Linked DNA regions of Mus musculus: all the other regions are linked to region 2. Evidence: chromatin contacts called from public ChIA-PET and promoter capture Hi-C data. All regions are on one chromosome and are shown on one strand. The core of a region is the stretch at or near the end of the contact, and the rest is flanking DNA. Distances in the headings are between cores, read along the strand shown.

The links. Promoter capture Hi-C pulls out the DNA fragments that hold promoters and counts their contacts. ChIA-PET counts read pairs in DNA pulled down with a chosen protein or histone mark.
Region 1: an RNA polymerase II ChIA-PET map of memory CD8 T cells shows a contact between it and region 2, with 36 read pairs. The contact joins the promoter of Kcnk5 here to the promoter of 1810062O18Rik in region 2. A contact is called at or near these places in 1 of 39 promoter capture datasets (pre-B cells) and 2 of 115 datasets of contacts at active chromatin or transcription factors (effector CD8 T cells and memory CD8 T cells).
Region 3: a contact with region 2 is called in an RNA polymerase II ChIA-PET map of memory CD8 T cells, with 15 read pairs. The contact joins the enhancer-like site here to the promoter of 1810062O18Rik in region 2. A contact is called at or near these places in 3 of 39 promoter capture datasets (liver, pre-B cells and stem cell-derived epiblast-like cells) and 2 of 115 datasets of contacts at active chromatin or transcription factors (bone marrow-derived macrophages and memory CD8 T cells).
Region 4: an RNA polymerase II ChIA-PET map of memory CD8 T cells shows a contact between it and region 2, with 27 read pairs. The contact joins the enhancer-like site here to the promoter of 1810062O18Rik in region 2. A contact is called at or near these places in 2 of 39 promoter capture datasets (liver and stem cell-derived epiblast-like cells), 2 of 115 datasets of contacts at active chromatin or transcription factors (effector CD8 T cells and memory CD8 T cells) and 1 of 9 other capture datasets (adipose tissue).
Region 5: a contact with region 2 is called in an RNA polymerase II ChIA-PET map of memory CD8 T cells, with 27 read pairs. The contact joins the enhancer-like site here to the promoter of 1810062O18Rik in region 2. A contact is called at or near these places in 4 of 39 promoter capture datasets (hippocampal neurons, liver and pre-B cells), 2 of 115 datasets of contacts at active chromatin or transcription factors (embryonic stem cells and memory CD8 T cells) and 1 of 9 other capture datasets (liver).
Region 6: a promoter capture Hi-C map of liver shows a contact between it and region 2, with 2.6 times the contacts expected there. The contact joins the promoter of Plau here to the promoter of 1810062O18Rik in region 2. A contact is called at or near these places in 6 of 39 promoter capture datasets (embryonic stem cells, hippocampal neurons, liver and 2 more), 2 of 115 datasets of contacts at active chromatin or transcription factors (memory CD8 T cells and microglia) and 1 of 9 other capture datasets (pancreatic islet).
Region 7: an RNA polymerase II ChIA-PET map of memory CD8 T cells shows a contact between it and region 2, with 19 read pairs. The contact joins the promoter of Saysd1 here to the promoter of 1810062O18Rik in region 2. A contact is called at or near these places in 2 of 39 promoter capture datasets (liver and pre-B cells) and 1 of 115 datasets of contacts at active chromatin or transcription factors (memory CD8 T cells).

The regions. Positions count from the first base shown.
Region 1 is chr14:20,179,271-20,183,133 of GRCm38.p6, reverse strand. Kcnk5 (potassium channel, subfamily K, member 5) reads left to right here and starts at 1,352. Exons shown (of 5, transcript NM_021542.4): 1 at 1,352-1,867. The coding sequence starts at 1,682.
Region 2 is chr14:20,544,246-20,548,048 of GRCm38.p6, reverse strand. 1810062O18Rik (RIKEN cDNA 1810062O18 gene) reads right to left here and starts at 1,756. Exons shown (of 6, transcript NR_033571.1): 1 at 1,705-1,756. It overlaps Ppp3cb (protein phosphatase 3, catalytic subunit, beta isoform), which reads left to right and starts at 1,476. Exons shown (of 14, transcript NM_008914.3): 1 at 1,476-1,693. The coding sequence starts at 1,609.
Region 3 is chr14:20,808,963-20,812,815 of GRCm38.p6, reverse strand. No RefSeq gene overlaps it. Among named protein-coding and RNA genes, the nearest start is that of Gm30108, 17 kb to the right of the region's middle. Within about 2 kb of position 1,340, at least 41 of the 459 cell types and tissues checked have an H3K27ac peak or open chromatin away from gene starts, as enhancers often do. A contact at or near this core is called in bone marrow-derived macrophages and memory CD8 T cells, where this site is marked.
Region 4 is chr14:20,882,885-20,886,780 of GRCm38.p6, reverse strand. No RefSeq gene overlaps it. Among named protein-coding and RNA genes, the nearest start is that of Gm30212, 3.6 kb to the left of the region's middle. Within about 2 kb of position 1,905, at least 21 of the 459 cell types and tissues checked have an H3K27ac peak or open chromatin away from gene starts, as enhancers often do. A contact at or near this core is called in memory CD8 T cells, where this site is marked.
Region 5 is chr14:21,030,992-21,034,994 of GRCm38.p6, reverse strand. It overlaps Vcl (vinculin), which reads right to left. Exons shown (of 21, transcript NM_009502.5): 21 at 1,319-3,408. The coding sequence ends at 3,262. It overlaps Ap3m1 (adaptor-related protein complex 3, mu 1 subunit), which reads left to right. Exons shown (of 9, transcript NM_018829.4): 9 at 1-1,253. Among named protein-coding and RNA genes, the nearest start is that of Ap3m1, 19 kb to the left of the region's middle. Within about 2 kb of position 2,609, at least 204 of the 459 cell types and tissues checked have an H3K27ac peak or open chromatin away from gene starts, as enhancers often do. A contact at or near this core is called in embryonic stem cells and memory CD8 T cells, where this site is marked.
Region 6 is chr14:20,835,099-20,839,334 of GRCm38.p6, reverse strand. It overlaps Plau (plasminogen activator, urokinase), which reads right to left and starts at 2,673. Exons shown (of 11, transcript NM_008873.3): 1 at 2,601-2,673; 2 at 2,200-2,286; 3 at 1,695-1,725; 4 at 1,450-1,557; 5 at 648-822; 6 at 148-239; 7 at 1-3. The coding sequence starts at 2,256.
Region 7 is chr14:20,080,437-20,084,599 of GRCm38.p6, reverse strand. It overlaps Saysd1 (SAYSVFN motif domain containing 1), which reads left to right and starts at 1,428. Exons shown (of 2, transcript NM_026209.1): 1 at 1,428-1,722. The coding sequence starts at 1,513.

The sequences.
Region 1 (3,863 bases), core at 103-2,602, 360 kb after region 2:
TTGAAGGCCAGAGGTGGTGGCCATGTCTTTAATTCCAGCACTTGGGAAGTGTAGGGAGTGGATCTTTGTGAGTTCAAAGTCAGCTTGGTTTACATAGCGAGGTCCAGGATAACCAGAGCTACACAGGGAGACCCTATCTAAATGATTGACTGATCAGCAGTGTGGAGCCATCCTTAGCTCTGCAGATGCAGCAAGATTTCAAGAGCCACAGACAACCTTCTTGCAACTCTCGGCCTGTGACGATTAATCACCCACAGAAGGAAAAGGCCCTGGGGAGGGGGTAGTGCCAGGGACTCTGGCCTCTGTTGCATCTGCTGCCACAGAGGTCAGGGGCAGGCTGTGGCTCTGGCACACAAGTCAGCACCCCTGACTTGAGACAGTGGAGGCTGCCCAAATGGCTCTGCCTAGCTTCCATTTCTTTCCTGGAAAGTAGATCTAACGACAAACCCCCGATTACGATACAAAAACATGTCGTCTGCCCAGGGTTTATAAATGCTCAGAGAAGCAAGCAGAGTGAGGAGTAACTCAGACGAGTTTTGACAGATGTATTCACATCTTCTGCCTATTATCAAGTATTTGTTTATTTTTGAGAGAAGGTTTTACTGTGTAGCCTGGCTGGCCTAGAACTCCCTATGTAGACAAAGTTGGTATACCTCTCTAGTTGGGACTAAATGTGCACACTACCACCACACCTGGTCTGAGTGTTTATCGCTATTAACAGGCCTGTGGATAAATGCATCACCGAGTGGAAAGCATTTCTAGTCTCTCCAGTAGATATTCCAGCTGGGGTGGGTAAGGGGGAAGTGGTGTTGTAATTTTAAGCAGGCTTGGGAGTAAGGAAGAGGTCCTTGTAATGTGGGTGTGGCTGTCTGTCGCCTCTCTCAGAAGTGTCGCGAACACAGATGACCTGGGATGGGTTCTTCACCCATTTGTGGTTGGGATTAATTCCCAGTAATCCTAATTCAGATCCAATCTCCTTACTCGGGTCAGATAAGTAAGTGTGTGAGCCCCAGGAATAATTGGGGAAACATCTGGATGTGATAGTAACACTGGCAATGTATTTCTGACCTCAGCAGTAAGGTGCATGACCGTTTTAGCGAATTATATCGATTTCTAATACGCAACTGGAGTCCCGCAGACCGCAAATCCCGCGACTGTGTGGCTCCTGGAAGTCTGGTGGGGCCATGAAGCCTTGGCCTGGAGCTTGGAGAACCCGGTGTTTGGTGTAATGACTTCAGGCGCGCTGGGCGGGGCCAGGGGCGGGTTCCGAATGGACTCCACCCCTTTCAGGGTCTGGCGCGAGCGGGCGGGCTGAGAGCTGCTTAAAGAGCCCTGCGGAGGCGCGCTGGGCGTACTGTCGCGCGCGCAGAGGCGGCACACGTGTCTGCTGGTGTGGGTCCTGAGTTTCACCCTACCCTTCAGGATCGAGAGATTGGGGTGGCCCCAACCCCCTTTTGATGTGCGCTCACCCTGGCCTGTGAGAACGTGATCCACGCAGTTCCCCGCGTTCAGGGAGCCAACTTGGCCAAGCAACTGTCCCGGGAGCGGCGCGCGGGGGTACCGGGCACTGCGCATGCGGAGCTCCAAATTCAAACAGCTGTGTCCAGGGCTGCAGGACGAGTGAACCCGGAGCTGCTGGAATTAGGGGACTCTTTCTCCAGGAGGTGGCCATTCCAGAGTCATGGTGGACCGGGGTCCTTTACTCACCTCGGCCATCATATTCTACCTGGCCATCGGGGCAGCGATCTTCGAAGTGCTGGAGGAGCCACACTGGAAGGAGGCCAAGAAAAACTACTATACACAGAAACTGCATCTACTCAAGGAGTTTCCGTGCCTGAGTCAGGAGGGACTGGACAAGATCCTACAGGTGAGCCGTCGGTCGCCAGAATCCTCCACATGCATCTGAAGCTGTTGGGACTATAGCGGTATTGAAGGGGATACTCCCTCCTACAGTTTAAGACGACCCCCCACCCCCCAGTCCCAACCAGAAGTCCCTGGGTGGCGGGAGAAAATGCCTCATCAGGTGTCAGGTCGCAAAGATCTGTGTCTTTCGTCTAGGGACAGGGAGATTCCCCCACGCGCGCAGACTTGGTCAGTACCTAGTAAGTTCCGAGAGAACTTGGGGTTGACTCCAGGATGAACTGGGCCCCGCGGTGGCTTAGTGTGGGTGTGCGGGTGCCTCCCTCTTTGGAGGGAGGCTGTGGGGCGGATAAAGGAGTTTATCTTTCCTTGGAGACGCTCCCGGAGTCCGGGAGCAGAGCCGGGTGCCACCCCTCGCGTCACCACCTCCCGCTCCAGGGCCGTTGCCGCGCCCGCTCGACCTTTCTAAACTTGAATACAGCAGAGGGCCCCCAGACCTGGTGTGAGCAAAAACACACCCGCCAGTTGCTGCACTTTGAGTGGGGCAGGGAGCTCGGACATATCCTAAGTGCCTCGGAGGAAGGTCTGTGGCTGGAATGTTCGGGACGGTCCCAGGCTTCCATGAAGTCTTAGCAAGCTGAGCCATCCCTCAAGGACTCGGAATTAAGCTTTGTCAAAACAGCAGGTTGCACAAACGAACACCCAAATTCAGGTAGTGCCCTTTTAGGGAGCGAGGATAGTGTGGGTGAGGGGATGTTTCCCTGATGTTAGCTTGTGGAGTCACTTATCTGAGAATGCACACACCCAGTAGACCATTGACCTCACCATGGTAAACTTGGCTGACCATCTCAACTGGAACCTTGAGCCAACTTAGGGTCAGAGGTTCTTCTCTGTTTCTTGAGGGCTCAGCCCCAAGCATCCATCCATCCTGTTCCTGGCCTTCTAACAATAATGGTAGGATTAAACTGGAGCAGGGGTAGACTGTTCAAATCATTATAGATCTGATCGACATCAGCCCCCACTTCTTTCCACTTGTCTCATGCCTCTCACTTTCCAGCCTCATTTACCTGTTTTGTCAAATGGGAACAAACCTGTCTTCATCCTTGTCCTGCCCTGAACTATTGTACCATTGACAACTGAGAAAACCTAAACACATCCTATTGGTACTACCTCCTAATTTCAGATGGACATTCACAGAAACATTTTAGGTGCCCGAGAGATCATGGGCTCATCAGAGAGTTGCCCTCAGCAGGTTTACACCACTAGGTGTGTTGTTGCTTTTGAGTAGACCTGTCCCCTATGTTTAGGGGCTGGGCGTGGAAGGTTACGTGATAGTGATGCTAGTGGTGAGTTTCAAAAGACAGCTGTTCTTCCAGGGGGTTCTGGAAAGATCCACATACCCGTCTGCTGCATCTGGGTGTGCTGAGGAGGAAGAAGGTGGTCAGTTTGTGATAGCCCTGACAGGATCTCTGGAGGAGAGTTTTGTGTGTGTGTGTGTGTGTGTGTGTGTGTGTGTGTGTGTGTGTGTAGTTTGCTCTGGGGGCTTTGTTTAGGGGAGGGGGAGGAGAGGATGATAAGTCTCCAGCTGCCCTCGAAGTCTCCCCTCCCTGCTGCTCCTCCTCCTCCGTGGCAGGGGAAGGAAGGAAAGAATTCAAGGCTAAATGTGGGAAAATAAACTTCAAAACCCAAGGAGAAGGGGTGGGGGCAGTGTTTAGGGGCTATGCAGCCTGGTACATCTGGTGCGGTGGCTTTACAGGTCAAGTGGTTTCTGTAGGGTGTTTGAAAAAACAAAATGCCCTTTATTTTAAGGTCTTGTCTGTCAGCAGTACCTCCACCCCCAAAGTGGACAGGTAACTTTTAGAAAAAAGAATTTGAGCAACATCAGGCCAGTGTGATTTGGAGAAGATTCTAGATGCTTGCTTGAATGAACAAGGACAGTCTGTCACACACACCCTCCCCAGTGAAAAAAAGAACAACCTTGTCAACTGGGCAAGTTCCCTCTT
Region 2 (3,803 bases), core at 507-3,006:
AATTTGGAAGGTTCCCTTTGCAAAGAATGTCTATTGGGTTTTCCCTCCTTATTTATTCCAGATCTTGATCTTACTGATGAACACAAAGAAACAACAGATGCTGAGAACGTTGCCCTCCTAATCACTGAGGACAGATTCTGAGAACTTGTGTTACTGAGTAATAAGATACAGAGGGCTTTCTTGTTTCATCCTATTTGGATGCTATAACATAGAGACATGGGCCTTAGTAGATATGTTGGCCCCTGAACCATTCAACACTGCTCGTGTCATACACACAATTCTATCTTTTTGGAAGAAGTGTAATGACTGTGCATATGTATGAGGAGGACACATGAAGGCTAGAGTAAGCTGTACTAGTCAGTTCTCTTTTAATACCTTGTGTGCCCTGTGGTTCCATTACTGGGTTTGGTGGCCTATGCCTTCAGCATCTGAGCATCTTATTAATAACTGTTAAGGACCACCTGTACTTGTTTCTTGACCTCTTGGATGCTGGTCAACTTGGATCTGTTTCTGCAAGTTGCCCAAATTCAAATTCCGAGTATGTACAAAGATAAGGAACTAATTTCCTATTTTCTACCTACTTAGTCTCTGCTTTCCATTTTTTTCTATTTCATTTCTTTATTTACAAGTTTTAGTAGATGTCAGACTAGAAGGAGTCTAATTCCTTCTTTCCATTGTCTCCTTCGGCCATGGGGATTAGTCCTAAGGAACTTAAATCACAGTCCTTGGCTGCAAGCACCTTTATCCATTGAACCATCTCTCTGCCTTCAAATTTATTTGCTCAGTGAATTACGAGAGAGGCAATGGCTTTCCAGGGGAATCTTACAGGTTCTCAGGACACCTCTTGGTGTCATTCCCTACTTCCCTTGATCCATTTTGGTTCTTAAATCGTGGTGCTTAGACTTTTCCAGCTGAATTTATGTGCCTTTGGACTTTTCCAAACTCTCAAAGCAAGAGTTCGAATTCTATGCAACTCTCTAGGGCCCCGTTTTGTTGAGACAGTCTCACTTTGTTGCCCTGAGTGGTTAGACCTAGCTAGACTTGAACTTACAGAGTTCTGCCTTCCCCTGCCTCCTGAGGTCTGGTATTAAAGGGAAAATTTCATTTTAAATGATAATGCCACTCTATAGATTCCCTGATGCTTCTTTCATTTTTCTCTCTGGCCATAGTATTATCACTTAGATTTTGTAGATAAATTGTCATATATTTGTCTAGGCCTGGGAAATTCTGAGATCAAATTACACCTCTTCATTTTCCTGGGCTCCAAAGCGGCCAAAAAACCGTCCTTTTTTCCCCTTGCATTTTATCAACAGCCCCTCAGTTTAATCTGCAACCTCTCTTTACTGGTTTGTCTTTCTGCATGTACGGAATTTTCACCTGATCCCTTGGACTGTTTCCGTTTCTGTAGTAGCCTCGGTAATTTTGCTCAAGTCCCTGGAGCTTGTCCCGCCCCCGCCCCTGCACGCGCGATGCATGACGGTCTTAGCCCCTCTGAAGGGAAAGAGGGTCCGCCATGTTCCCCGGCGGCGCCGCCGCTTGGCTCTGGTAGCCGCCGCCCCCGCCCCCAACCCCGCCCGTCCCGGCACCTAGCCGAGCCCCGGGCCCAGCATGGCCGCCCCGGAGCCGGCCCGGGCCGCGCCGCCCCCGCCCCCGCCCCCACCGCCCCCTCTCGGGGCCGACCGCGTCGTCAAAGGTGAGAGGTACCCGAAGCCTGGGGGCCTGGCGTGAGGCGCGGTGTGAGGGCGGGCGGGAGTCCGTCCCCTCAGGAGCGGGCCTGGCGGGGCGGGCGAGTGACTGGCTGCCTCCCTTGGGGAGTGGCCCCTGGGCGGGTCCCCGCTGGGCCGGGCCGAGGCGTAGGCTGCTCCTCGGTCTCCCGCTCGCCCTGCAGGCCCGGGCGGGCGTCGTGCGCGGGCTGTCGCTAACGCGGGCTCAGGGCCGTCCGCCGCAGTGAGCCCCTTTCTTTCCTGCTTTGCCTGTGGTCGGCGCGGCGCCCGCGTTAAGAGCTTCCGGCTCCTCGACAGCTGCACTCCCGGCTTGCCCGGGCGCACCGAGGGGCCCCGGAACCCCTTAGCCGCACGCCGTTGGACTCGCCCGCGTTCTGGCCCACGCCTGCTCCCGGGTGACAACGCCTAGCTAGCGCCAGCCGCAGGGGGTTTGCGCTCGGCCCTCAGATGCCACCCCGCGCGGAAATCGGGAAAACCGTATGGGACTGGACCAGGATGAAGGATCCCGGGGTGACCTAGGAACCCAGACGTAGCTGCGGGGCAGGGGAAAAAGCCATCTTACAAAGAGGAGGCAAAAAAGTCCCATGTATAGGAAGTGGTACACTTAACAGAAAGGGTTTTACAAGCCGCCTCTAAACACACGACTTACTCTTTAGAAGGAAAAGTGAAATTCTTCTGAGCCAGGGAGGACGTGTGTGTACAGATAAACAGATTTATTTAAATTAAATTGAGAGGCAGTTGAAAGTTCCTTAAAAGTCCAGGCTCTCAGAGAGAGCCCATCTACCACACTAATACTATGGATTAAGAATATTAAGAACTGAAATTATTTTTCTTTATTTTGCAGTCAATAAGCAGAAATCGTAAAATGAAGATTTCGTCATTTAGATTATGCTCATTTTTAAAGTTATTTTAATTTTCAAATTCAGTGTCTCAAGTATAGACTGGCACAGTGTTTAAATACTGCTAGCTTTGCTTTGAATTGTGACCATGGTTTGCCATTAAAATATTTTAAAACAAACCCTTTTCTCGTGTGTGTGTGTGTGTGTGTATGTATGTATGTATGTATGTGTGCTGGTTTTTCGAGATAGGGCTTTTTTGCGTAGTCTTAGCCAGGAACTTGGAAAGTAGGCTGGTCTGGAACTCAGAGATATGCCTGCCTCTGCTTCTTAAGAGCCCAATCAAAGGTGTACGCCACCACTGCCCACCTGTGTTTTTTCTGTTTTCAATCTGCACTTTAGGTTCTTAAAGCATGACATATGTGGTTGGGTTAAGCATTAGAATGAACTAAATAGGACTGGAGTAAGAGCGGGTAAGAGCACTGACTGCTCTTCCAGAAGTCTGAGTTCAGTTCCTAGCAGCCACATGGTAGCTCACAACCATCTGTCATGGGATCTGATGCCTCTTCTGGTGTGTCTGGAGACAGTGACAGTGTACTCATATACATTAAATAAATTTTAAAAAAAGAATGAATAGGTTTTTTTCTCAAAGATTTATTTTATTATTATAAATAAGTAGACTGTTGCTGACTTCAGACGTACCAGAAGAGGGTGTCAGATCTCATTTCAGATGGTTGTGAGCCACCATGTGTTTGCTGGGATTTGAACTCAGGACCTCTGGAAGATCAGTCAGTGCTCTTACTCGCTGAGCTATCTCACCAGCCCCTAGAATGAATAGTTTATGAGCTTCTTTTTCTGGGATTTTTTTTTTTCTTGAAGGATAGAAGATCAGGCATTGATCCTATTAATTTCTGTAATTGTATAGGTGGGGGTTGAAACAGGCCATTGCCTGCTTCTTCATTTTCTTAACTATATTTCCTGTGTGCTTATTTTTCTGGATACTTTTCACCAGAATAATAGCTGACGTAACTAGTCACATTCCCAAATCATGTATTTATGTTGTCCTTTTGTGAATCTTGTTCCTTGTCATTTATGTAGCAATCTTTTTCTCATACTGCTTTAATGAAGGAAAAACGAGTTGCAAGCAGAAGGCAGATTCTTTAGGGGTGAGTTGTGAGTCTAATACATAGCCATTTACAGTTTATTGTTTTGAAATGAAAACCATTTTCTTAGTAGGAAAGGA
Region 3 (3,853 bases), core at 91-2,590, 270 kb before region 2:
AGTATAAACAAACAAACAAGATTCAAGTTACATATTATTCTACCATCAAAAAAGCCACAAATAAATAAAAGTCCACAACAGGAGAATCCACTGGGCTCTGAGAATGAGATGTAAGGATTCGGGACACGAGAAACCATCAGCAAAGACACAGAAACATAACTTAGGATGAAGACCAAGAAACCTGTCCCGAATACAAAGGGATAAAGTATGAGGTCAGGTATAAAAGACAAAGAAGTTGACCCAAATGAAGGTCTGTAAAGAGATAAGGCTGAGGGGCTGGCAAGATGGTAAGGGTACCAAGTATAATGACCTGAGTTTGATCCCCTGGCCCCACAGGGTGGAAGGAGAGAACTGACTATTGCAATGGGTCCTCTGACCTCCAAATAGAGGGTGTGTGTGTGCTTCTTGGTGGCAGAGTGCTTGCCTCATGAGTTTGAGCCCCTAAGTTCAGATGGAAGCATGGCAAAATGAAATAAAATAACTTTAATTTTCAGACTTTTTCTTGGGCATCCATACTGCTAAGTTCTTCTTGTGTTACTAAATCGCACACAGTGCTGGGAGTTTGTAGCTCTGATTTATAGATAGGGAACCACACAGTGATAGAGGCCAGGGGGCGTGACCAAGGTTGCACAGCAAGAGAGAGGTGACTCAGAGGTTAAATCCAAGTGTTTCTGACAATTAGTTGATTGATTGGTTAATTTAGAGGCAGGATCTCAAGAATGCTAGGCTAGCCTGGAGCGTGCTGTGTGGTTGAGGCTGTTCTGACACTCTTCTTTCTTGTTTCTACCTTCAAAGTGCTGGGATTACAAACCGACACCCCGTTTACAAGATATTGGGATATTTGGTGTTGAGCAACTCTACTGAGCGAGTTACACTCCAGTTCTCTTGCTAACTTAAATGGCAATGTCGTTCTTGTCAACTTTTGCAAGGAAAGAGAATGAGGTGACAGGAAGCAGCTAGGGGTCTGGATCCTTTTCCAGCTATGTTCCCAGACAAGCATGGTGGCACACACCTGTATTTTCATCACTCAGGTAAGAAAGGCAGGTGGATTGCTTCAAGTTTGAGACAAATCTGGTAGCCTGGTTATATAGTGAAATCCTGTCTCAACTTCCGCCATCCTCACCCCTAATGTGTGAATATCAAACACACACACACACACACACACACTCTCTCTCTCTCTCTCTCTTTCTCTCTCTCTCTCTCTCTAACTCTCTCTCTCTCTCCAACCATGTTCCCACCATACTTTTAAGCCACAATGCCAAATTCTGGAGTATTGTGTTTGATCACCAAATTTAGGTCAAAAATGAGTCAAGCGTTGGTAGGACTGACTCACTGTGGTGTCTGCCGGCTTTAAAGGCAGACAGGAAGGCAACCGTGGGCTGACCACTGCGCAGTGGCTTAAGGTCCTACAAGTGTCCCATCACATGTCCTCTGAGTGCTAAGAATGGAAATTCTCGTGCCTGTGAAAGAAAATATCCATCTTAAGTCTCACCTGCAAGTCAGACTGCAAGCCCCGCCTCTTCTCCTTTCTCTACACTCTGCCGCATTTCCTTTTTATTTTTAAGACAGCGTCTTTGACCAGACTGGCCCCAAACTCTACACATAGCTGAGGTGGCTCTTTCATTTCTATCCTCCTGCCTCCATTTTCCAAGTGCTGGGTTGTAAGCACGTGTCACAGTACCCCATATCTGAGAAGATGGTGGCTGAACTATGGATTTCCTGATTGCTGAGCATGAACTCTGCCAACTGAGCTATGTCCTCAGCCTTATCACTTAACTTTTTTCACATATTTATTTACTTCAGTGTGTGTGTGTGTGTGTATGCATGTGCGTGAGAGTGTATGTGTGTGTGTGTGTGGGGGGGGAGAGACAGGATTTCACTATGTAACCAGGCTACCAAATTACTCTCAAACTTGCAGCAATCTCCCTGCCTTTGTTACCTGAGTGATGGAATTATAAGTGTGTGTGACCATGCTTGGCGGAGAACATAGCTGGATAAAGATCCAGACCCTTAGCTGCTTCCTGTCACCTCATTCTGTTTCCCTGCAAAAGTTGAAGAGAGCCAGGCAGTGGTGGTGCATGGCTTTAATCCCCGCACTCCAGAAACAAGGCAGAGGCGGAGGCAGAGGCAGAGGCAGAGGCAGGCAGATCTCTGTGAGTTGATCGCCAGCCTAGTCTACAGGGTGAGTTCAAGGACTCTGGAATTGAATAACATATTTTACAATAAGTTTTATTATCTCACATGTAGAATGGGGGTGATTATATAGTTTTAAGTGGTAAGTGAGATTACACATGGAAATGCTCTATAGCTGGACTAGGGATATACTTAGCAGAGAGCTCAGCAGGCATGCATGAATCACTCTGGTTCAATGGCATTCACAACATAAAAATAAACATGAGGATATAAGCCTGTAATCCCGGCACTTAGGAGGTAGGAGCAGGAGGATCAGAAGTTTGGGGGCATCCTTGGCTACACTGTAAGTGAGTTTGAGGCCAGCCTGGAATATGTACATGTGCTCCTGTCTCTACACAAATGAAGGAAGGAAACAAACACAAATTAATCAAAGTTTTTAAGTTTGGAGTTCAAAGTAGCCATTGAGGCAGATTTTTCTTTTGGGTTAAGAGTTCTATTAGAAGAGTTATTGCAGCCACAGATAGACAGGCAGACAGTAACATGACAGGTTCTCTGAGGAGAGGCTAGACCCACATGACAGAGTGGCAGTCTCTTATTACATCTTTCACAGGAAAGGAAGGGTGAGAAAGAGGTTAAAATCTTTCTGGTTTAGCCCTCAGTTGGTTTTTTTCTTTAACAGGAAGTGGTAAATTCCACACTGCCAGATGGTGGATAACCTCTCTCTTGGATGGCCAGTACTGGGTCTCAAAGAATCTAGAGAAACAAGTTACTTAAATTCTGGAAATCAAATGGTCTTAGCTTCCATAACTCTCACTGTCCACCTTTACAAAATGGTGTCACCCTGGCTAACACTTAGTTGAGATTCTTCAGCATCAGAAACAAAGATGTACCTGGGTTAGGTAAGACAAGGCTAAGTCAAGATGGGACCCAAGCCGTACATGGTGCGCACACCTTTAATCCCATCATGCAAGAGGGAGAGGCAAGCAAATCTCTGAGTTCCCTATAGAGCGAGTTCCAGCCGTGGTGGTCAAACTCAAGGTTGGGAGTTGAGTTGAAGTTTTGGGTGAGAACAGAGGGTTATCAGCAGCAAGGTCATGTAGGGGTTGGGTTAGGCTTTGTTCTGGGATAGAAACTCAAGCTGAGATGCAGCACTGTCTGAGGCCTGAGGCAAAAGAGCAGTTTCCTGAAGTGACTCAGAAACAGCTGTCCTTCTCCAGGGAAGGCTCCAATCCAGTGATCTTGGTTAGAAGAAAAAGAGAACGTGGGGTTTAACACATTTTAAGAGATCTTTACAAGAATAGGGCCTTCAAAGAACAGTTTCATTGCCTCTTCTCCTTCATTTGCCTCCCCCACTCTGGGAGATAACTAAGTTAGGATGGCTGTCAGCATCTTGCACAAATCTGGTCCTTATAGCTTTGATCATGCCCACTATATTCATCACCATCCTTCATCCATCATCATCCATCTTCCCATCCAAGTACTTAGTAGTCATTAAGTACTTACTATGCACTCCGTTATGTCTGGTACTTTGCTAGGTTTGGGGAATTGCTTTAGTTTCTGTAACTGTCAAAGTTCAACCAAAATGGAAGTGCTTTGCAAAATGGTGTCACCCCAGCTAAGAAAGAAGTGTGTTGCTTGCCCTGTTGGACAGACAATAAGATGAGTTCCCAGCTGTGTTTATATGTATTTGTGGGAGTGATGGTAAATTTTAAAATCAGTT
Region 4 (3,896 bases), core at 656-3,155, 340 kb before region 2:
TAAAAAAAAAATACAGAGTCTTATGTGTCCTGGGCTAGCCCATAGAAGCGAGTCCTGGGCTAGCCCATAGAGGAAAGGGTGTTTTCACCTCCCAGCTGCTGAGATTACAGGCAGCTCAAACCAGCTTTTCAATATTTAATTTCCTGGCCCTTCAAGTCAACTACTGTTACAAGTTCCCTAGTTTTATCTACACTAATTTACAGATTATACCTCTTCAGAAAAACAAAAAACAAAAAACCCTTTTAAGCCAGACTCTACGCTTAGAGCATTAACTGCAAACGTGGTAACCAGCAGGGGGTCCCAGTGAGCCCAGAGGCCCTGCTGTTCAGAGAACAGTCTCCCACATGTGATGAGAACTGGGGTCCTTTGTTTCAGAATTACTATCTTGAGACTTCCTTTTCAAAAGTAGGGGTGTGTTCCACAGACCGAGTGACTCCCAGATACAGAGGTAAAGGGGTGCACTGCCACAAATGCTTTGGTAGAACCAGATGCGATGATCTCACCAGTAAGCCAGCGCAGGAGAGGCTCCGGGAGAAGATCAAACATTTGAAGCCAGCCTGAGCTCCATAGCAAGACCCCATCTTGAAATAAAACCAAAAAGCTTTGATGGAGGGTGGGGTAGAGTATGTCCTGGAAGAAGAGAAGCCAGAGACAAACTTTGCCTGCCTTGTAGTTTAGCCGAGTCTCCTGAACACCGAGGGTGGGTTATTTCTTTGTTTATACATTTATTTTGCAAGAGTCTCACTGTATAGCCCTCACTGGCCTCGAACTCACTATGCAAATCAGGCTGGCCTCAAACTCATTATCTGGCAGGATAATGATCTGAATGCCTCTGCCTCTCAAGTGCTAGGATTAAAGGCTTGTACCACCATGCCCATGTTGGACTATTGGGCTTCGTAAGAACTTGAGTTAACGGGACAATTCTGTTTATCCTGAGTCTTGAGCTTGTCTCTGCTCCTCATTTGGAAACTGAACATACCCCAGGAGAGCAGATCTGCCTCTTTTAAGGGAAGAGAATCACAGAAGAGTAAACTCAGGGTGGCGTGTGACTCAGGAACTAGTTGTGATGAGAAGCCAGTGGTACACACCCTCCTCACATGGCAGCTCTGCCTGCTGCCTTCCTCAAGAGGAACAAGAAGTGGATGCTCTATGTCTGAGGGGTTTTTTGCTTTGGTTTTTTTTTTTTTGTTTTGTTTTGTTTTGTTTTTTTGTTTTTTTCTTCCAATAGCTGCAGATACTGATGGCCTATTTTTGATCTGTTCCTGTCACTGTCTCCTCCGTGGAGGGGACAGTTGGCCCCACAGGTTGACCGCTGAGCTTGAGCCTCAGGCTGGCAGGGAGGCTGCAGCTCAAAACACCGGGGCACCCAGGGGAAACATTATCCTGCCAGAGCCGAACAAGGAACTGAGTGTTTAGAATAACTTCAAGAAAGTCGTGGGCGTTTCCTCTGTCAGGGAAACAAGAAACCACAGTGAGATAATGGATAGCTATATTCAGGTCACAGATTATCAGCTGCCACTGCTGCTTCCTGTTCAGAATTCGATGAAACTTTCTAGTCACTGAGCCTTGTGGGTACTGTGAGGGTGAGTGCTATAGGGCTTCAGAGTTCTGCCTGGGGCTCTGGCTTAGCCCAGAGGTGGGAACTGGGTCTTTTTGGGGGCTGGGTGGGGGGTGGACAAAGCTTCACATGTCAGTCCTTATTTGTTTGCTGTCTGTTTTGTTTTGTTTCTGAGGCATGGTCTTATGTAGGCTAAGCTGGATTCAGACTCTATGCACCAAGGATGGCCTTGAACTTCTGCTCCTTGTATATCTACCTCTTGAGTGCTGGAATTGCCTGTGTGCACCACCACAGCCAGTGTGTGCTGTGCTAGGGATAGAACTGACGACTTCCTACAAGTTAACCAAACCTCCTACCAGCTGAGCCACACCCCAAGCCCTGGGATCCAGTTCTTAAAAGAGAAGATGGTGGATAAGGGACCAAGAGCAAGGGTTATTTTTTTTTTTTTTTACTACGTTTACAGTATTTGTCAGGCTCTTGAGCTACGAGATTTCCGTGCATTCGCCTGGTTGATTCCAAAAACCACCTATGAGAAAGTAATGTCCATACGTGACAGTGCCACACCTGGGAACCAGACCGGGACTTTTCTATTTTCTCCCTCCTCTGTCCCCCCTTTTCTTCCTTCCTCTCCTCTTTCTTTCCTTCTTCCCTCTTCTTCTTCAACTTCTCTCTCTTTCTCTTTCTAATTTACATACATTTCTATCATTCCTTGGAGTTCTGTCATTCATACCTCTTTCCAGAAAATAGTTGCTGCTGCTCTGACTCCCAGACACACTAATTTTTAATATTTGTTTGTTTGTTTATTGGTTTTAGGAGACAGGATTTCTCACATAGTTCTGGCTGTCCTGGAACTCACCAAGTAAAGCAGTAGGGGTTCAAACTCAAAGATCCAGTGCCCCCCCCTCCTGAGTGGGATTAAAGGTGTGTGCCGCCACCACCACCTGGCAATAACCAAAGGTTTTGGCTTCTGTCCTCCAGTGTTGGTTTTTACTCATTCCTGAACTTCAGACCAGTATTCTTGTATCCAGCTTGATTTTCTTCACAAAGTCTATCTGAGATGTATATATAGTGTATGTACCACCATGTTGCTCCAATTTTACTACCAAGTAGCATTCCATTTTGTGAATTTACACTTCAGTTTATTTATCTAGTGGATTTGGATCCCCTGCCCCAGTTTTAGGTTATTTTGAATAACACTGCCATGAACAGTCTCCTTAGTTGGGGATATTTAACATTTTATTAAACACTGTAGTGTCAGAGATATGGGGGCCATCCCATACTCCCAGAAACCCTAGACCAGTGTTCTAGTTCTTTCACACTCTTGACAACACACAAAATTATTGTTCTGTTCATCTCAGCCGTTACAGTGAGTGCAAGAATTGGGTCTTTCTGATTCCAAAGCCTATGCAGCATTATAAAATCCTGGGGTGGAGCTCCTGCTGTATGTGTGGCTCTCTGTGGTGGAGGGGAATGAGAGAACAGAGAGATGCACTCCTGGCAGAAGGAATGGAAAGGGACTGCTTAAGACAGCTGGGTGCCAAGAAGCCAGCCTCCTCTATCATTTCTTGATTGGGTGCAACATGCCATTTTCTAGGAACAGCACTGCTGGAGAAAGCTCTCTTGTGGCTTCTGGTACAAAGGCATGCCAAGTGTGTGGCCAGTATGGTTAGAGCCTACTGTAGAGTCAGCCCTGTTCTTCCCTAAGAGCTTGAAGTGGTTCAGGCCAGAACATCAAAGGACCATCAAGGATGGGCCAGCCCCAAGAGGCACTGTGGTGCAAAGAGTAAAAACCTGACTGTCCTCCACTCTGGCCTTCTCTGTAAGTCTTACTATTGAGTGGAGGCAAAGACACCTGCCTGTATTCAATGCCACATAGGTCTCTTCAGGCTCAGTTCTGTTTCTAGGTGCCTACTCCCTCAGTAGACCCTCTCCCCATGCTCCATGTTCACCATGCTGACCTATTCGGTATTAACGACATCTCATGCTATAATAAGTGTCCCCATGGAAAGTACGTGCCCCATCGATGCCCTTTTTGTCAGTTGATCTGGTAGACTCCTCATCCCTCAAAACTCAGCTCAGGAAATATGTTTGTTGTGAAACCTTTTCTAGTCACTCAGTTGTTCTGCTGAAAGATGGATGAACCTATACATTGTATTATACACCTCCTGACTCTACACTGCTTTCTCACCAGACTGTGAATTTACAGAGGATGTGTCAGGTGCATAGCAGGTTCTCAGTAAACATCTATTGACTGGGTGAGTAAATTTATGATTGAATGAATAAAGGAAGGAATCTTAAATGAAAATTAGACATGGAAACACTAAAAACATAAAAATTA
Region 5 (4,003 bases), core at 1,360-3,859, 490 kb before region 2:
TAGACCGCACAGCTTCCTTCCTGTGCATCTTCTTGTCTAAGTTTCTTGTCTCCAGGGATTTCTGCTAAAGTAGCTAAGCAGACTGAATTCTTTTACTGTTAAATTGTTGTATTTATTAATTTGACAGACCCTAATAAGCCCTTTCTCTAGTTCTGGCTATCATGTCAATAAATATATGAGCAACCAAATGATTTTTAAAGTTTGATTGTTGATGGAATATTCTCATATTCAGGCTGTATTAATGCAGGCTGCACTGGATCAGTTTCTTCTGTATCATAAAATGTTACAGTTGCTTGAAGAACATTGAAGAGGCCTCTTCCTGAATAGAGCATATTTACAACCATTCATCTTCTGGTAACAGACCACGTGATAAAAATGATCAAAGCTATCTTCCTTACCACTTCAATATAGACCCAGGAAAACCCAGTATCAAAAGATTTTTTAAACAGAGTTCTGGGTAAGCCACCATATTCTCCTTTTTTCTGTTGTTCTTAAGAAATCATAATCTAAGAGTAAATAAAACAGATACTTATTGTCTGGGTGAGGTAGCCCCACCCCCACCCCCCAGTGGAATTCGGCTGGTAGCCTCATTTCCTAAAGGTGCTACAGAAGAACACTGGAAAGATGCTGGTAATGTTGTCCTTAAAAGCAACTGCTTAAAAATACAACTAACTGCAGAGTCTGCGGCACACAGTTCCGGTGAACAAGGTGAACAGCAAATAGAGGCTGCAGGGATTTCCAAGTCTATTCAGCAGCCGTGAACACAGGCTGCCATCCATTCTGTAAGTCAATGCAATGGAAAGTTTACCCTGTGGTATTATTTAACCTTTTCTTTTTCTTCTTCAGTTCTAGAAAATTAGGCAAAAAAGCATGTTTGTTTGTTTTTTTATTTTAGTCAGTGTTTCCTCAAACAAGAGGAGGACTATGTCCTCAAAGCTAGTTCTGCCTCACACCCATAGCTATGTACTGGGGTTGGGAACAAACAAAAGTGTCCCTCACATTTCACAACTTCAGCTTTTTAAGGGACACTGGTGGTCTCTACTAAAATTAGGGTGTCTCTAGCCAGGAGGTGACCTACATTTGGCTGCTTTGCCCACTGGTAACTTGTGATTTCTTCTCCTTCTAATGTATAAGAATACATTAGCTAGAATTGTTGCCAAGATTGTTCTTGATCACGCAGACCCTCTTACGTAACTACACTATTATATAACTCCTTTATGGATTGAATAAAGCTGTTGGTTTCCAGACCTTGAGAATTAGCTTCAATACAAAATAAGTCTGACCTAAAGTTGTTAGTAAAATAACCTCAATTAGAGCATTATTCATATAAATGTACTTTATTGTTTTAAACAGAACAAAAGAAGAGGCAGAAACATTTACATATAAGTCCTAGCTTATAAACATAGTTTTTAGTGGTGGCATCTCTAACACGTCATTCAGGGACTGTTTCCTTTTGCCTCCTTGTACTGTAAGCACTGACACTAGAAAGCACATCTGGTGGACATGTGTCTCCAGAACTGAAGGAACTTGGAGAATAAACATGATTCTTCTTAGTTCCTCTAAGAAATCTTTAGTAAGACAAAAAATGATCTTTGGCATAGATTCATACTTTAAAGGCATTGATATGCATTTATATCAGGTAAGCAACTATACAGATCTGCTGAGAGCTTTGAAAAGAATCTTTTATCAGCAAAAAGAAATAGGGGGAGCCTGAGTATTCAGGGTCAACTTAAGATTTACAAGTTCAGTGTTGGGATTGGACATACTAGATGTGGGAAGAACATCCAGGAAGAAGGCCTCACTCCTGTATTCGTCTGGTTCCTGATTTCTGAAAGAAGCATTTGTATACTGGGAAATGCTTATACAGCCAGGATAAATGCAAAAAAAAAGGAAAGTCACTTTTACACTAACTTTGCCCAATAGGAAACATGCCTTTCTGATAAATAGATACCATACTCATTATTCTTGAATACTTCGTATTTATGGAAGGATGAAAAATGCTTGGTTGTAGTTGATTAAAAGCAACTGGGAACTATAATAGTTCCTACTGATTTTTCCCTAGAAGCACCAGAAGTATAATCTGCAAATGCTAGTCTCCCAGACAAGATTGCCTTTCCATTCAAGTCTCTTAAGGAGCAAGCCCTAATTCTTAAGTCTCAATTTTGAATGAACCTTTCAAAGTTACAAGCAAAGTCAAGTGTGGTGGTAGGAGCTAACAGGCTGACACAGGTAGATCACTTGAATCCATAAGTTCAAGACTAGCCTGGACAACATAAAGAGACCCAGTCTCAAAATTTAAAAAAAAGAAAAAAGTGGGGGATGGAGGGATTACAGACAAACACATACCTATGTATCTTTAAAGTCTTGTTTAAAGAAGCATACAGAAGAAGACTGCCAAAGCCTAGGATGATTTGGTTAAAAGTAAATGCAGCACTTCAGCTCAGAAATTAAAGAAAATAAGGGCGAAGAATGAATGCCAAGGCCTCAGCACAGACATCTACTGGCAGTGACAAAGCATAGAAAATCTGGGAGTGGCCCCACTGGGAGGATGGGCAGGATAACACCCCAGTGACTCTGTTCCTCTAGTGACAGAGCACCAGTGTGTTTACAGGATGGTTACCTTGGCAACCAAACAAGGCAGGATGTGAGACAGGAAGTTTCCATAACACATACTAGTTAGTGGCATGGTAAAAACAGAAATAATGATTTCCTCACAACAGTGAAAGTTGGTTTCCCATTGTGAGGAACTAGGGTTACACTGGGAGAAAGCAGGAAATGAATCCAGGCCGCACAAGCTAGAACTCTCCAGAGACCACTTTTTCCTGCAGCAATGATGCACAGCCCAGAGAAGGTAGGCAGGGTCAGCAGCAGGGGGGGAAACCCAAAATAACTTTGGAAGCACAGTTATTTAGACTTGCCTCAGCTCTAGGTCTTGAGAGCCTATAGTGGGGAAAGGGAGTTGGTGAACCGTAAACACAGAAATGACCCCCGGGGCAGAGCAGGGCTTCCGGCTAGTGTTCACGCTTATTCTGAGCTGCTGTAAAATCCATGGGAGAGAGTGCGCATAGTAACTGAAAGTACAGGGTTTATAGAGAGACACATTTCAAAGTGCCCATGACAAGAGTATAAATGTTCCTTTCTGGTGTGTGAAGCCAGGGATTGATGTTTCCATTCCTGACAACTCTGAATGGCTTCTGGAACTCAAGATGGTTCTCTTCTCTTTAGCAGAGGTGTATGTACCAGCCAGATTTGACGAGGTGCCTACTGGTACCAGGGAGTCTTTCTGACCCAGCGCAGAGTAAAGCCAGCATCTGTTCGGATTTTGATTGAAGCAGCTTCAGCCTCTCGCACAGTCTCCTTCACAGACTGCATGAGGTTCTGGGCATTATGAACCAGCATCTCTGTGGCCTGCAATAGGAGAGCCCTGTTACTATAGCCCCTAACGCAGCACTCGCTGCCAGGAGTGGGCTGCAGTTAAGCCCTATACCCGATCCCCCTGCTCCACCAGTAGTTTAACTACATAAACAGCAATGTTTATACAATTTGGCTTGTATATCAATGACTGCACTGTGTCTTTGTATGGCTGACAGCATGCACTGGTTTTGAAAGGTGGTGTTCTTTTAGGACTCCTGCTATGTCCTCTACCTGTAACACTTTTCTTCCAAGTATGCCAGACTCCCCCTCCAGTGTCCAAGCATTCTTTACTTGAAGATATTTTTCTTCATAAAATCCATCATAAATTTATGCTATATATTATACCTAGATTGCTTGGGGGTGGGAGTTTTTTTCTTAGTTGGCATTTGCTTTTGGTGTTTGGGGGAGGGGGTAGTTTAGTTTAATTTATCTGTCTGTATTCTTTAAGCTCCATAGGGCAGAGATTTTTGTTAGTTTTTTCACTGCTCTCCACTATTTAGTACAGGATGCATTTCAAAAGCAATGAATGAAAATAATCAAGCTAATCGACCCTTAAAAATGGTACATTATTTTTCAAAACACCAAACTA
Region 6 (4,236 bases), core at 1,424-3,923, 290 kb before region 2:
TGCCTAGAAAAGAAAGAGACACATGTTTGGGGGAGACAGCAATGATGAAGAAGTCTCTGAGGCACACCTCACTTCTCATCCCTCCTGCAGTGACAATAGAGTTTGTCTCTTCCCACCCCGTTGTCATAAGCAGTCAGCGACACTCACTAAGAGAGCAGTCATGCACCATGCATTCTTGGACAAACTGCCTTAGGCCAATCTGCACATAGCACCAGGGTCGCTTCTGGTTGTCAGGGTTCCTGGTAACACAAAGAGATAGGGAATGTCATGCCAAGCCCGAATGTCTTCTCTGTATTCTCCCTTCCAACAAAGGCTCAGCCAGAGACCTGGATTCTTGTGCCAGGATTCCCATCCCAGGTATACCATGGTGATAACAAAGGTTTCTAAGAGGCCACGATGGGGGAAGGGATGTTGTTGTTTTTAATGTGTATAAGTGTTTTCCTATATTCATGACAGTGCATGCCTGCCCAGTGAGGCCAGAAGAGGGTATCGGATCCTCTAGAACAGGTGTTAAAGACTGTCACGAGCTGCCCTGTAGATGCTGGGAATCAAACTAGGTGCTCTGGAAAGGCAGTCTGTGCTCTTAACTGCTGAGCCACCTCCCTATCCCCCTTGGGAAGGATTCTTGGTACTCAGTCACCACCTACCTGCAGTAATTGTGTTTCCCCAGGCCTAGGCTAATAGCATCAGGTCTGTGGGCATTGTAGGGTTTCTGAAGGACAGCAGGCGCATTCCAGGCCAGGCAGGGCCGACCTTTGGTATCAGTGTTGGCCTTTCCTCGGTAAGAGTCACCATTTCCATGATAGCAGGTTTTTGATGCATCTAGAAATGATTTGAGGAGTGCAGAGTATTAGAAAAGGGAGGCGGTTTGGACAGGCATTTCAGAGGTGACACGGTTTCAGACCTGTCAGGTGATATGAGGGAGATTCACCCTTTTTTTTCACACTTGTATAGCCACTACTTCATGAGTGTGTGTGTGTGTGTGTGTGTGTGTGTGTGTGTGTGTGTGTGACTCCCAACTTCTGCTGCCTGTTTTGTTTGTTTGTTTGCTTATTTTATGTGTATGAGTGTTTTTCCTCCATGTATATCTGTACACCATGTATGTCACTTGGGCTGGAAGAGGTCAGAAGAGGGCATCAGATTCTCTGGGACTGGGGGTACAGATGGCTGTAACCCACCTCTATGGGTGCTGAAACTCAAACTATAGGATGTCTAGAAGAGCAGCCAGTGTTCTTAATCACTAAGCTGTCTCTCTAGCTGCGCCTCGCCCGCCTTTTGAGACAAGGACTTACTATGGAGGCCAGGCTTCAGTCTCCTCCTAAGTGCTGGGGTAACAGACCCACACCTCCAAGGCCAGCTTCTGCCTGCTTCTGCATCCCACCCATCTGTCCCTGTTCTAAGATCTCTGGTCCTCCCCCACTCCCACATTCCAAGTCCAAATCCCCATACCTATCTCACAGTGCTCCCCCTGGAATTTCCTTGGGCAGCTGCATCGGCGAATTCTGGAGAAGTACTTGTAGGACACGCATACACCTCCGTTCTGACAGCCACAGTTTGCTAGCAAATGCAAAGGAGGGGTAAGCAAGGATCAAGTGGGGAGCCAGCCTTTCAGCAGGGACAGGGAGGGTATGTCTCCTAAGGTTTTTCAAGGGTCTCTGTGCAGCCAACTATTGTGCAAGGAAGCAGATACTCACATTCATCAGGAGCTCCAAGTACACTGCCACCCTGCAAGAGATGAAGGTGACATGCTCTAGGGAATTCATGTTCAGGATAAACAGGTCCCCACCTCAAAATCCCTTCCAGTGATATTCATTCACTCATAATATTCTCTCTCTCTCTCTCTCTCTCTCTCTCTCTCTCTCTCTCTCTCTCTCTTTCTCCCACCCCACCCCTGTCTGTCTCTCCCCTTTCTGTTTATTACTAGCCAGCACCCAGACATGGACTGACTCAAGCAAACTTCACACAAACCAGGTGCCCTTGGGCTAAGGCACTCCCCGTGGCTTCTTCCTCCCTTGCCAGATAGTGCAAACCTCTTTGGGTGCACAAGCCCTCCGCTGATACATTGTCCTATTTCCTGGGAAAGCCTGGACCTGCCTTTGATGCCTAAGTTCCCCGTGCAGCCCCCATTTTTCCCCTGATGCTGCTTAAGGGATCCTGCAAGCCCCTTCCTGATGGTGCTAAAGCAGCGAGACCACTCACTTCAGAGTTTTTCACCACCAAGGCGCAGAGGAACAGGCTCGCCAGCCAGACTTTCATGGTAGTGCCGCTGGGCTCTAGACAGCAGTTCTGCAAAGGAAGGAGAAGTCAGGACAAGAAGCGGAGCAGCTTGAAGGTGGCAGAGTTACTACAGACCAAGGGAAGCCACTCCAGGTGTCCTGCGGGGCAAGCCATCAGTGACCAACCTCCCCAAGCCGGGCAGTCTCTCCCCTCTGCGGGCTCTGAATCCGCACAACACCATGGAACCTCTCTGTAGAGGGGCGCGAAGGGCTGGAGTGGTGACCTTGCCCACAGTTCCGCCAGCCAAGGTAGTGGGAAGGGAGGCATGCGGGAGCCCTGGCTGCCTCATCCCGCTAGGCTTGCTTCAGACCAACAGCACTCACCGGTGACTGCAGCGGAAGGGCGCTGGCAGACACGCAAGGACTGGATGGATGACAGACAGAGCTCTGGGGCTACAGGCTCTGCTCGGCGCTGCTCGCCCTTTATTAGGGCCCGCCAGAGCCCTGGCCCCGCCCAGGTTTGCTGGAGGGCGGCTCTCTCTCTCTCTCTCTCTCTCTCTCTCTCTCTCTCTCTCTCTCTCTCTCTCTCTCTCTCTCTCTCTCTCTCCTTTTCCTTTTCCTGCATCCCACCGCAACTGGACCGCGCTTGCTTCCCAACTTTGACGAAGTCACGGAATTTCCAGCTGAGCAAACTTAACGCAGTCTGTCTGGATCGAGCGATGATCCGGCGGCTTGAACATTCTTCCTTTCTTTCATTCACCTAGTGCGGCCCCAGTGTAGCGTGGTGAGGGCGCTCCAGCCATTGGCTCGCTGATCTCAAGCCTCTTCCTTAGTGGTTTAATCAGTTCTTCTCCAACCTGTCCCCCTACCTGCCTACGACACTGATTCAGATGTCTGATAGAGGGGTATAAGTCGCAGTTCCTTTACAACAAAAAATACCTACTAACAAAGGCTCCCACATGTCAAATGCTGAGTTCTCCAAATGCCACTAATGCAAGCAGTGAATCAGAAGACAAGAGTGAAGTTTGTCGTCAGGGAGTGTAATACTGTCATCAGAAGGTGAAAGGCAAGGTCAGATTTTATTCAGATTTGCTGTTTGGTTTAAGGTCAATCTTTGAAAGACAATTTTAAAATTTATGGCAAGGGCCAGACTTAATGGTGCACGTCTTTTATCTAAACACTAGGGAGGAAGAGGCAGGTGGATCTCTGCGAGTTCAAGCCCAGACTAATTTACATAGTGAAATCCTCAAAAATAATTATGATTTTTAAAAAAGCAGTAATGGTTACTATGTTAGGATTGTGGGAGCAAAGTCTTGGCACAGCAGCTGCTATGGAAGTGTCAATGGGTCTTTTGAAAAATGCCTATAATGAACAATCCATTTATTTGTCTGGAAAAGAATACAACCAATACAGAGGATCATAGATCAGGACTGAGTGCATACCTCACTGGTATTGTGGTTGCACACAGACACAAATAAGCAATCAAGGGGGGGTGTCTTTTTTTTAAAGATTTATTTATTTTATGTATGCGAGTGCACAGTCCTCTCTTCAGACACACCAGAAAAGAGTACCAGATCCCATTGTAGGTGGTCATGAGCCACCATGTGGCTGCTGGGAATTGAACTCAGGACCTCTGGAAGAGCAGTCAGTGATGTGAACAGTAACATGAACAGTACATTGTAACAGGATAGAAAAAAAAAGCAAGGAATACTCAAACCTCGTTAGTGTGGGCTATCAACATGCAACAACAGTGGGGGTGTCTGCTCTTCCCTTGTAGTAGAGAGGCTGTGGGTCTGAAGGAAAAGATAAAAGGAATGTTTATTTTTCACTGAATACTATTTCACACTGTTTTAAAAACTTTAAACACGTCCTCGTATCAGCCATTCTAAAAAAATAATTACACATTTTATTTTTGGGTGTGAGCCTAGCCATCTCTTCTGTTGCCAATTCCACACTGTAAATGCACTTGTGTTCAGCATTTTACATCATCACGTTAAGACGAAAACAATTATTTATCTAA
Region 7 (4,163 bases), core at 179-2,678, 460 kb after region 2:
GCTTCCCCAGCTACTGCCTGGAACTCCAGCTCCAGGGGACTCAACACCCTCTTCTGGTTTCCACAAGCAACTGCACTGACATACAGACCACACACACACACACACACACATTACACAAAAGAACAAACCAAAAAAAAAAAAAAAACCCAAAACCCAAAACAAAAAACCCAAAACAACAAAAAAATCTTTCCAATTAGAATGTAGAAAGCAAAGGTCTTTATTTCATTTGTGATCCCTGCCTCCTGCTCTCAATCCTTAATGTTTGGTGCCGAACTCAACACATAGCCCTAGACAAACATTTGTTAAATGAATATTTTCTAGCTTTTTGACTCGAACTCAGTAGTATCCAACAAGTATTTGAGACTCAATTCTGCAAGTGCTACTTAGCTAAATCCTTGGTACTTAGCTTGGAGCTTTAAAAATCTGTAAAACTGTAAGATCTAAAATTTTAATTTTTGGGTAAATACTAATTGCAAGAAAGGATAAGAACACCCAGAGTTCTAGAAATGTTCTTTACTGGATGGTAGTTACACACTATAGTTACGATTTATAGATTTTATATATTTTTAGTATGTTTTGGTCATATGCATTCTCCTCCTCTAACTCCTCCAACATTGACCCCTCTCGCACCTTGTCCTCTTTTTCACTTTTTAAGAAGTCCACAAATTCCCATTCATGGGTATGGAGCAATCCACCAGGATCTACCAGGGCTTACATGAAACTGACTCTCTACCCCGCCCGAAATCATCACCCATAAGTAGCTCCCCAGTTAGGAGTGGGGGCTTGCGAAGGTTGGGTCGTTTGGTTTTGTGCAGGCAAACACGCTGCTGGGAGTTCAAGAGTGGCCCTGTGATGGCCATAAGACAGTTTCAGTCTGGCTTCCTCCTATCCTTAGCTTTTAAAGTCTTTTGACAACCCCCCCCCCCAGGTTTGTGTATTTAAGTTTTTCCTCAGTAAGTTCGTTTGTTTTACATTTCTTGTCTAGTCAATGCATCTTTCTAGTGTAGCAAGCAAACTAAATGCTAAGAAAATGGAGGTGTGAACACCTTCAGCGAGACTGATAGACTGCAGTAAGAGTTAGAAGGTAGGACGCATCCTGCCTTTCTGACACGGGAAACTTCCCAGAGATCACAGGTCTCCTCCCGCGTCCCGAGACGCTTTTTCTGCGGTGCTGACCACTGGCTTCCCCGCATGCGTTCTTCCCTGAACCTGAGGTGAGGAGCAAACACGTCAGAACTGAGTTCTGCGGCCCGGGCAAGAGCCGGAACATCTGACGGTTCTCATACTTTAAACGCAACCTTTTAGCCGGAGGAGATGGGACACTCAGTTCACTCTCCTCTCGAGAACCGAGGACCGCTCCAGGTACAGGAGGGTCACCAGACGTCACAAAGCCTTGGAAAATTCCGACCCGGGCTCATGCAACGCGCAGGCGCAACAGAGGGCCACGTGCGCAGGCGCACGGCGGCCGAGGACAGGCCTGGACACACACCGGCGAGCGGGCGGCTGCGCACCATGGAACAGCGGTTAGCCGAGTTCCGGGAGGCCCGCAAACGGGCCAGTCTGGTAGCCCAGCCTTCCACGTCCAGTCAGAGCGTACAGACCTCGGGAGCGAAGGCGGAGCCAGCGGCGGCGACCCCAAAGACAGCCACGGGCTGGCTGACACGCTTCCTGAAACGGAAAGCCAACCCCGCCATCGCTCAGGCTCAGCCCAACCAGCCTCAGGTGAGGAGAGAGGCCTGCACCTTGAAGCTCCGCCTCCGCGCGGGGGCCACGCCCCTGCCTGCCCAAGCCACACCCAGGATATCTGGCTCTTCCTTGTCCTGTGCGCTCTCTCCTCGCCTGCCTCGTGGCTGGACACCGCATTTCCGCTCTGTGTATCAGCACATGATACGTGGCCTTGACGTTTTCCATCCCAGACAATCCTATGCAGCAACTAGTTGAAAACAAAGCGAAGCTCTAGGGAGCTTGAAGAAACATCTCTGCTCTCCAGTTGTTCACTGCGAGTTAATGACAGAGATTCGTGGCTTTGAGAAACTGATAAGTTATTTCTCCACTGGTGAAGTAAGCCAATTCAAGCCAGATTAGTATATATATAGGTTTATCGGGAAGCTGCTTTTGTGCCGATGAGTTCACTGGCCCTAGGAAGGAGGCCAGGGAAGTCGCCATGAGAAGGGAGACAGAGGGGAGGGAGAAGAGAAAGAGAGAAGGAAAAGGAAGAAGAGGAAGAGAGAAAACCAACCAAACAAAAAAAAGTCTGGGTTATATAGTAAAGAGCCTGTGGGCTGGAAAGTTCAGGGTTGGGGGTAGGGTATGCTAGGTAGGGACTGAGAGATGCTTGGAGAACCTGGAGGCCAGGTCTGCTTGGTGTGTAAAATATACACCTCAGCACCTTGTCCTGGGGTCTGAAACCACTGAGCTGCATCCACTGCTAGTGAGGGGGTAAAGGCCTTACTGGTTATGGCTCAGAGGTGGCAGTAATTAAGGCTGCACTTTATTCACACCTTGGGTAGAGGAAGCCAGTGTCTCGGGTAGCTTGTACTTTAGAAATGGGATTTGGACCAGGAAACAAAAAGAGGTTTGAGACTATGGCCATACTGTTCTGAATGCAGCTTGATTTCTGAAGCTAAGCAAGGTCTGGCCTGTGCAAAACGGGGTTTGACTATGGAAGTGTGGCCACTGTAACTGCCTAGAGTGATGTGCATGGGCTTATAGGCCCCTCTTGGACTAGAGAAGGGTATTCAAGTTCAACTGTGAGTGATCTAGGTAGAAATAATTTGGACAAGTATGATAGCCCATTCGAATCTCATTGTGGCTTCATATAGTTCCACACAGGAGTATCCTGGCAAAGGTACTTGCCTGTGAGGTTGGAATCCCTGGGTGGAAATATGAAACACTCCAAGGAGGAAATTTGTGTCCTGGTTTGGTTTTTGTTATTTTGATAAACACCATAACCAAAGCCATGTGGGGAGGAAGGGGCTTATTTTAGCTTACAGGCCATGGACTTGCCTACTGGCACTCTCATTTCTCAATTGAGATTCCCTCTTCCCAGAAGACTCTAGTTTGGGTCAAATTGACAAGAAATGAACCAGCACACTACGCTTTTCAGCAGTCACAGGGCCTTAGTTTCTTGTAACCATAACAAGAGCCAAATACATACATAGGGCTGGGTCTGTAAGAAGTCAAATGAGGAAAACAGAGAATAGACCCAGTCTGACCTCTACACAAAGCAGACTTTTATTGCTCTGAGAGGCTGGCACACCCAAACCCTGCTGATCAGTACCTGAGGGTACAGGAGAACGTGCCATGTAGGATCAGGGACTGGGAGAGCATGGCTTTGCCAGACCCAGAAACTGCTTTTCTGGGTAAACTGCTTTTTGAAATAAGTGTGGGGGATGAATCTGTTTGTTTAACCTCTGGGCAGCAGGTGAAAGATAAGTCAGTTTGCCTTTTTTGGTTTACCTCCAGAGTTCCAGTACATGTTAATGGGGGTGGACTGCTTTCTGGAGAATATGGGTGGCAGGCATTTTGGAGTCTTTGCCCTGTTTTATGGCCTTGTCTAGGGGTGGGGATTTCCTTAGTAAGGAAGGACTGTAATCCTAGCTCCTTAGGAGGCTATGGCAGGGGATTGTGAATTCAAGGCTCGACTTTGACCCTGTTTCAAAATTTAAAAGAAAGTTTTAAGAGCTGGAGTCGTAGATCAGGGCCAGAGTTGTTCTTTTGCATGTATGATGTACTGGGTTTGATCTCCAGCACCGCCAAAAAGGTAATGGGAACATGAACAAACAAGTGCAGGGGTATAAATCAGTGGCAAAGGACTTGACTAACATGTTCACTTCCCTAGGTTCCATCCTCAGGACTGCCTCCCAATAAGATGGCTGAGTAGTGGTGCATGCCTGTAATCATAGCACTTAGGAGTCTGAGGGAGGCAGGTTGTGAACTTGAAGCTGGACTGCTACATAAGGAAGAAACCATGTTGAAAACAAAGACCCCACTCTACCCCCAAATCACGTTATACCAGAATGGCTAATCTTGCTCACATTAAAATCATTTAAGTTGATCTATTACATGAGGGGGTCCCTGCTCCCTGCAGGTTTCAAGGAACCACAAAGAGGTGAGAATGAAAACTTGATTCAGATTGATTTCATTGACCTGGAGCAGACTTC